Linked DNA regions of Sus scrofa: all the other regions are linked to region 3. Evidence: chromatin contacts called from public Hi-C and HiChIP or PLAC-seq data. All regions are on one chromosome and are shown on one strand. Each heading gives the region's core, a stretch centred on a gene start, on an enhancer-like site or on the middle of the called end of the contact. The rest is flanking DNA. Distances are from core to core; before and after follow the strand shown.

Region 1 (2,804 bases), core at 305-2,804, 270 kb after region 3:
TAGCAGCAAACTTCTGTTTCTGAAATTGGAATTAACAAAAGGCAGCTTATTTTAGTCCAAATCAAAATCCCTGCTTGTATAGGCAATGTGTCACCTTCCATGGATTTTCAAACACTTTTCCACATTAACCAGATCTCCAGTCCTGTAACAGAAACCACCCATGTCATGGCATCCTCTAGAATTCATATGTCAAAGTTATTGATAGGTTCTTTGCCAGAACGGGGTCCTTGCCTCTACTTCACTCTCTGGTACTCCCTGCATCCTCCATGGATGGACCATGCTTCCTCCATGAGAGATTAAGAGCTCTACATCTTGGCCTTGGTTGAATTCCTTTTCTCATCACAGAAGAAATTGTAAGTATCAAGTCAAAATCTTCTGAAAAAAGCCTACATTTTAGAGGAGCATTTTGAGGTTCATTCACTAAGGCTCTGAGTTCTAGAAGCTACATTCAGACACCTATTGCCAAGTTTAGAGGTCAGGTGACCACAGGTCTAATTCACTTTGACCAAGCAATGAAACTACAAAATATACATGTATGGCTCTATTCTTGAGGCTTTATAGATTGGATCACTGTGCTTCAATGGTCTACGATCCAGAGACCTATATGGTACCATTGTACTGAAAATCTACTTTCAAATATCTCAACAATGGGGACCTTACACGCACGCGCACACACACACACACACACACACACACACACTGAATTTTCTTGGGAAATGGTGGTCCTATTGTGTAAACTAATACAGTTGGCCAGAGCATTTTCTTATGCTATTCAGCCTTTCAATTCCCATCTTGTCTTCTAATTATACCATCTCCTATTATAACAATCCTTGCCTTCTGAGGCATCAGGAATTAGTAGATTATTACCATTCCCCCATTATCTACCCATTCTTTGCTCCTTTAATCTTTCCTCTGATCAGATTCCCTGAGTCCTCCATACCTCCAACGATTTCTTCTCCTTGCCCTTCTCCAATTCCCAAAGGTTCTATGCCCCTAAACTAAGCTTCATAAAATCAAAGTGATATTCCAGATGCTTGCTCTCTGAGGAGCCAAGAGACCAGCTGTCACCTCTGGCCTCTGTTACTCCGTGACTCAGGGTATGCGTCCCAGAATAGGTCTGGCCTTTCGTGCTGCCTTCTCTCATTGCTGTCTGGCTGTTCGGGAACTGATCACTATCACCCCAGCTCCCCTTTGGCATTACTGCTTTCCAGGTTTCTTCTCCCTATAAAGTGTACATTTTTCAGATTATCTTCCTTCAAACTTGAATAGGCCACTGGTCAGCACTCCCAGAAAGGATTGTCTTTAATATCAACCTGGTTTAGAAATAGCCCCAAAACGTCCATAAATATTTTTACAAAAAAAAAAAAGAAGAAGAAGAAGAACTTTGTAAGATTTTCCACTCTGTAAGGAGAAAACGAGAGGAAAATTTACTTATGATTTTAGGCTCTTAATTACAAACAATATTCTTGAGAAAGTAACAGAACATCCCAGGCAGAATCTGCCTCTGAAAGGATTGGATGGGCTTGTGACGGGTGACTGGGCATCATGCCTGCAACTACAGAGAGGAGGTTTTCCCTTGCTACAGCCAATTCCCCTGTGGCTATGCGGACCTGCCTTGGGCTTCTCTGTGGTGCTCTGTTGCCTGGGAACCCCACTTTCTTCTCTCTGCCTCCCCCAGGATCTGGGGAGCTCAAATATGGCAGGTGGCAGGAAGGGGGTCCATGGGAACCAAGGGTCCCACCCTCCTCCAGGAAGGTGCAGGGGCCCACGCGGTGCCCTGGGGAAGTGCCCTGGGAGGCACTCATTTCAGGAACTCCCAGGCCCACAGCACTAATCCCTACAGCTTCAGGGGGAAGAACATCCCTATTTTAAGACTCACCCAGGTCTGAGTCACTCCTCCACTTTAAGGTCAGTGAAGGAAACATAGTTCTCAGCCGTTCTCTCTGCATGCTTCATTTTCTTCAGCCTCAATGATCAATTGGTTTACCACAAAGTGTAAAAGGAGCTTGCAAAGCAAGGGTAACCAAGGAAGCTATGGTGTCTGGAATTGTAATAACAGAGGCAAAGCTGAGTTATATGAGATCTAAAAATAAGTCACTAACCATATCCTACTTCCTCTAACTCCCATACACAGGTACCTAGAAAAGAAAACCACCTAAGGTGCAAAAGAATCAATAAAGAACACTATGATTAACCACAGCCCACCCTGACTCAAAGAAAGAGTCTTAACCCCAGAGTGAACAGTCTTTTAAGCAATGAGATGACAATGATATACATATATATTATACATACTGATATATATTTATGCTATCAACATATTATGTATTCTATACTACGTTATTATAATATATAATTATATGTATATAATTATATATATATTAATGATGCTTTGTTGTAAGCTAATTTGTCACTATTGTACTAGCATATAGATGGTCTTCACATAAGCCATTGCAGTAATTATAAAAGAATACCACATCAGGAGTTCCCGTCGTGGCACAGTGGTTAACGAATCCGACTAGGAACCATGAGGTTGCGGGTTCGGTCCCTGCCCTTGCTCAGTGGGTTAACGATCCGGCGTTGCCATGAGCTGTGGTGTAGGTTGCAGACGCAGCTCGGATCCCGCGTTGCTGTGGCTCTGGCGTAGGCTAGTGGCTACAGCTCCAATTCGACCCCTAGCCTGGGAACCTCCATATGCCGCTGGAGCGGCCCAAAGAAATAGCAAAAAGACAAAAAAAAAAAAAAAAAAAAAAAAGAATACCACATCACATCCACGGCATTTGCTACCCTTTGTGTAAACCACTGCA
Region 2 (2,700 bases), core at 169-2,668, 360 kb after region 3:
ATGGACAAATAAATTGTGGAATGCTATCCAGCAATGAAACAAATGAACTACAACTAAAATAATAGCGGAGATGAACCTCATAGATCTAATGTTAGCAAAAAAGCCAGACACTAAAGTATATGCACAGGTGACTCAAAAACAAGCAACATTCTCAATCAAAAGCACATAAAACTAATCCAGCCTCTTAAAAATCAGGTTAATAGTTTCCCTTGGAAAGAGGAATGTGGGGGAGGGAGTTCTAGAACTCCAGAAATATTCTACGTCTCAATCTGTGTGTTTCATGGATTCTACACTTTGGAAGAATCCATCAACCTGCTTATTTATGATTTGTGTACTTTTCTACATGTGCTCAACTTCAACTTAAAACAAAATGTAAGAGTTATCTTACTCTGGACTACGGAATATCATACTAAGAGATCAGTCAAACAGAGAAGACAAATATCATGTGATATCACATACATGTGGAATCTAAAAAAAAAAGATACAAATGAAGTTATTTACACAATAAAAATAGACTCATGGATATAGAAAACAAACTTATGGTTACCAAAGGGGAAGGGAGGTGGTAGATAAAGTTGGAATTTGAAAGTAACAGATACACACTGCTATGTATAAAACAGATAAATTACAAGGGTCTACTGTATAGCACAGGGAACTATATTCAATATCTTGTAATAATCTACAATGGAAAAGAATCTGGAAAAGATTCTTTTCCAGATATCTGATTCCAGATATATCTGGAAAAGATATATATACAGAGAGAGAGAGAAATCATACATATATATATATATATATGACTGAATCATTACACTGTACATTCAAAACGTTGTAAACCATCTATACCTCAATGTAAAAAAAAAAATATGTGGGGGGGGAGAATATATTAAAAACATAAAAAATAAAATTTTAAAAAAGAATTTTCTTATTCAGAAGTAAAAATATACAGAAGCAACTTAGAAATGATATGAATCCCCTAGAGGAGGAGGAAGCAAAGTGCCCAGAGCTGTGGGAGGCAGCTCTTAGGGCACTACTTTATTCCTGGGCTTCTATCCTTGACTAACCTTAAGGCCAAAAGAAGTGAAGTGAATTCTTCATTAGCAAGCATGGCTAGCACCCAGGCAACACCATGTGTTCCACCCATTCAGAACATTGGGTTGACAGGAGTTAACCCTCCAGTGGGTATGATTCACTGAGTATTAATTACAACTGCTGCTTGCTCAGATTTTTCTGGGGATAGGACAGAACAGCCCAGTTTCATCCAAATCCCAGAGGAAACTTTCCTCTAGAAACCGGACCCTGCCATATCAGACATGACAAGACTTCCAAGCAGGGACCAAGGCAATGGGCCAGGAGACTGGCGGCCACTGCCCAGCTCTGCCAATAGCCCCACGTGGCTGTCAGCATGACCAGCACAGAAAGTGACAAGCTTTCTACTGCCTACCACAGAAGCAACATCCTGCATGGGGGGCAGAAGCCACTGGAGGGAGCGGAGGGCTGTTTCAAAACATGAATTGGGACCAAACATGGTTAGTTGTGACCTAATTCCTAAATGGGAGCAGAGTCCTGGCTACCAAAAGGTCTCCCGCCTCACTGCCAAGCCAACAAAGGCTTTTCATTGGGAATAGTTGGCTGCTTTGGATTTTAATGCCCTCTGGGAGGAGGAAGGCAATGAACAAAGAGAATGATCAGCTGTTGTTTTCCCCTAGGTGTCCTGAAAATGCTAACAATGCCATCACCAATCTCCTTGAGAGGGAAATGATCACTCAGGCATCCCCTTCTTGAATTGAGGCCTAGAGCACAAGGTCCACTAGATAGAGATCACCTTGCTCATTCCTGCTTCCAAAGCAATTCCAAAAGCAGCTGGAGGCTGCAACCCAGGTAAACCTTGAAGACAGTATACTAAGTGAAGTAAGACAGTCACAATGGACCAAAAATGTTAGTAATTCCACTCATATGAGGTACCTGGAGTAGTCAGATTCACAGAGACAGATGATAGAATGGAGGGATGGGGAATTATTGCTTAATGGGTATGGATTTTCAGTTAGGGAAGATGAAAAAGGTTCTGGAGATGGATGGTGGTGATGACTGAACAACAATGTGAATGTACTTAATGCCAGTGAGCCATATGATTAAAAATGGTAAATCTTATGTTAAGAATATTTTAAAAATATAAAATTTTTTTTAAAATTAAAAAAAAAAAAAGCAGCTGGGATAGCTGAAGTTCTCAAGCACATCCCCCATGCTGTGAGGTCATCATGTCTTCCATCAATTCTGCCCCCCGAGCCACATTCTGACCTGGGTCTACCAGTAAGCTCAGTTCTAGTATTTTTCAGAATGTATATTGGACTAACAAGATCCTTTCTTCCTCATGCTTCCCCCAGCATACCTCCTCTTCACATACTTCCCAGAGAAGTAAGTGGACCAACAGAATTAAATCAAAGGATTGCATTAAAATATTAAAGAAATAGTTCCAAAGACAATCCTGCAGAAGACAGCAGGAGGGATGAAGGTAGGTGGCTAGTCCTAGACAATATAGCCAAGGCAGTTTTCTGTAGAATCCCTTATTCCCCTACCTCCTTCCTTCTGCCTTTTCCTCACCAGATACTTCTTCCCCAAACTCAGCCCCAGGGCTCCCACTCAAGTAAAAAAATCCTTCTTCAGGAAAGGAACCCCAAATTCAATCTCATGGAGATATAAAGT
Region 3 (2,815 bases), core at 112-2,611:
TTTGACTCAGTGTGTGAACATCGCTACAAAGAGGACTTCGAAGTTTCCTGACCCCACATCTCTACAGCCAGGAAGAATCTCATCTGCTGCCTAGACCAGGGATCTTTTCCTTACAGGATTCTTAGAAGGAGAGTTGTGGGAGTTGTGGAAGGTGTAGGAAGCCCTTAGAGATATGGACCATGTCAACAGAGGGCTGAAGATCTCATGGGATGACTCCTCATCATTCATGTTCTCTCAGATCCCTAGGGCTTTTCTTAGCCAGGTTAAGAGACCAACCAAAGGTGAAGAAAAAAGCACAGGTCTGGGACTGAAAGTTAATGAAGGGACCTTAAAGGATTTGTACTACTGTTGACAACCTGTGATGGTGATATCTACTTATCGGTAACAAAAATTTTTATCCTCTATGGGATGTTGTAGATAGAAAGGCTTATAGACAGGGTAAGTGTTCAGTGCAGTAGATGTATTTCCTTGACAGTTGATCTAGCCCAGGGATTATTCTATAAAATCACCATAGATACCACCCTCACATGGATACAGGAAGAAAACTGAAAAACACTTTTCCTAAAGCGCTGATTTTTCTCATCAAGAGTCTGGTTAGATTTCCCAGGGTTGGGACCTTTCTCCCTGCCTTGTGAGTGGGCAGAGAAAATCCTAGACTTTGCCTCAGATTTCGGCTCAGAAGACAGGACTACTGACCTAGAAAGATTCAGTGGTCCTAGCCCAAAGAATATTCAACTTTTGTTCTAATGGAATCAGAATCCTCTTTTCAGTGTCCACCATGACCTGGGTCTCTGACAAAATAGGTAGATTACTCCATAGTGGAGCTGCCAAGAGAAATTCTAAGCCACACTTAGGTAAATGGAAGCTCTCATCAGCACCACACACCCCTGAGGAAGTATCTGGAATGATCTTGGTTATTGCCTTCAATCTGAGTCTTGGCCTTATCCAACTCCTGAAATTTCCTTATTTGAGCCTGATCTAAGGACCATGTCACACCTGTACGATCAACTTGCTGACCAGCCCAAGTTCCTCACTCTAACCCCCATTCTTGCCATTTCTAGGGACACTCTCAGCCTCCGTTTCTGATTTTATCTAATCTGCCATAGCTGATTATCCAAGCTGAACACACGGCTGTGAGCCCACCCCAGGCCCATGCCCATCAGGAGGGCCTAACCTCATCCTAGGCCCTTGTTCTGGCTCAGCGCCTCGACGTCTGTTGCACAATTGGGCACCACGAGGAGCACATGACTGCCATTCACAAAGACAAAGATGGAAAATATGAGCCATCCACTTGGCAACAATGTTGGCATCTTCCTTCATGCCTGCTGCCAAGCCCTGACCAGAAAGATCTTGGACGGCTTATTGCCCAATGCGGTCAGTCCAGACTGAGGGTGGCTCAGGTCATGGCGCGTAGAGCCAGCTATGATGAGATTTACACACACAAGAAAAGGACAAAGAAGGGTTCCCAGACTCCATATCATCTTATGTCTACCAGATTTAAACTGAAAGGAAATATAGAAAATCTTCACAAAATTAAACAGAAAGCTTTACTATTGCTGTTGCTGTTATTATTATTATCATTTAGAAAATAACCAAAAAGAAACTATTCTGCTTTTTATAATTTTTGACTTGATATTCATAGGACAAACTGAATAGTTTTCTGTCCACAGAAAGCATATATGGTGTTTTTCCAGCAATAAAAGAAGCAGGACAATAAGTGAAGAAAGTTAAGTACATGGATTAGGGCATAAGCTGTAATGTAGGAAAGAGCTAGGTCATTGTTGCTGCAGAGTGCTAATCCTGTTCCAAGTGATCTTGAGAGCACTTTAAAGAAGCTAGGAAGAAAATTAAGCACTTGTATATACAACTATCTCATTTTATCTTTTCCCCAAATCTTTCAGGTTAAGAGTTCTTCCCTACACCTTACAAATAAGCAAACTGAGGCAGTCTCAAGCATGTAAAAGGTTGTTCAAGTTTACAAAGCTACAAAATGGTTGAGTTGGGAATTGAACACCGTTCACCAGATACCAAAGCTCCCAACTGTCTCTCATTAAGGCATGTCATTAATTTAGACAACTATCTCCTCACTGAAGCATATGCCAAAGGAAGTTTACCAACATTCCAAGACGATGTCATCAGCGAAAGCAAGGTCAAGTTACCATCGAAGGAGTCCTTCCAGTCCATTTCCCAAAACTGGTGTTGGAAGTGTTGGAAGGTGAGTTTGGTAATTGGTTCACTTTTAATAGATGATTTATTTTAAGCTGCCTGGCTTGATGATGCAACAAGCAGGGGAATGAGCTTGGTTTGAAGATAGATTTCTGATCTTCTGGGAAGTGTTTCTACTTTAATAAGCTTTGACTCACCAAGGAAATTCCTAAGGATGTTTAGTCACAACCTGCTGAGCTGCTAACTCTGTAAATACACACATGCCTATATGCACACATATGTACAGGAGTAAATAATCCTGTAGTCATGGCAGTGAATGCTGCTTTCATCAGGGAGCAATGCATTGCAGTCAGCAGGGGGGAAATTATTGCATAGGCAGGCAACCTCTTCCTCTTCTAACTTGAGTCCAGTGGCTGGTGACTTGCAAATTAACTGACAATAGATAGGTTAACAAAAGAAGAGAAGAGGTTTACTTATGCCCTCACACAGAATTACTCAGTGATAGATAACTCACTCAATAGACAGGATAAAAAAGTTTTATATACCAAACTAAACAAAGGGATGGAGGTGGTAGTTAGGACTTCACTGGGAAGGCAAGGAAGTTTCTGTGGGACTTTTTGATGCTAATGGCAATGGACAGTCTGCCTCC

What was found. Hi-C and Micro-C count contacts between places; a contact is called where the count stands out from the background. HiChIP or PLAC-seq counts read pairs in DNA pulled down with a chosen protein or histone mark.
Region 1: a contact with region 3 is called in an H3K27ac HiChIP or PLAC-seq map of skeletal muscle. The contact joins two enhancer-like sites. A contact is called at or near these places in 2 of 47 Hi-C or Micro-C datasets (psoas muscle and skeletal muscle) and 1 of 2 datasets of contacts at active chromatin or transcription factors (skeletal muscle).
Region 2: a Hi-C map of psoas muscle shows a contact between it and region 3, with 2.4 times the contacts expected there. The contact joins two enhancer-like sites. A contact is called at or near these places in 2 of 47 Hi-C or Micro-C datasets (psoas muscle and skeletal muscle) and 1 of 2 datasets of contacts at active chromatin or transcription factors (skeletal muscle).

Annotation. Positions count from the first base shown.
Region 1 is chr16:46,946,082-46,948,885 of Sscrofa11.1, forward strand. No RefSeq gene overlaps it. Among named protein-coding and RNA genes, the nearest start is that of SLC30A5, 340 kb to the right of the region's middle. Within about 2 kb of position 1,555, at least 8 of the 83 cell types and tissues checked have an H3K27ac peak or open chromatin away from gene starts, as enhancers often do. A contact at or near this core is called in skeletal muscle, where this site is marked.
Region 2 is chr16:47,035,518-47,038,217 of Sscrofa11.1, forward strand. No RefSeq gene overlaps it. Among named protein-coding and RNA genes, the nearest start is that of SLC30A5, 250 kb to the right of the region's middle. Within about 2 kb of position 1,419, at least 9 of the 83 cell types and tissues checked have an H3K27ac peak or open chromatin away from gene starts, as enhancers often do. A contact at or near this core is called in skeletal muscle, where this site is marked.
Region 3 is chr16:46,678,385-46,681,199 of Sscrofa11.1, forward strand. It overlaps LOC102159645 (a long non-coding RNA gene), which reads right to left. Exons shown (of 5, transcript XR_002339503.1): 4 at 1-2,815. Among named protein-coding and RNA genes, the nearest start is that of PIK3R1, 250 kb to the left of the region's middle. Within about 2 kb of position 1,362, at least 7 of the 83 cell types and tissues checked have an H3K27ac peak or open chromatin away from gene starts, as enhancers often do. A contact at or near this core is called in skeletal muscle, where this site is marked.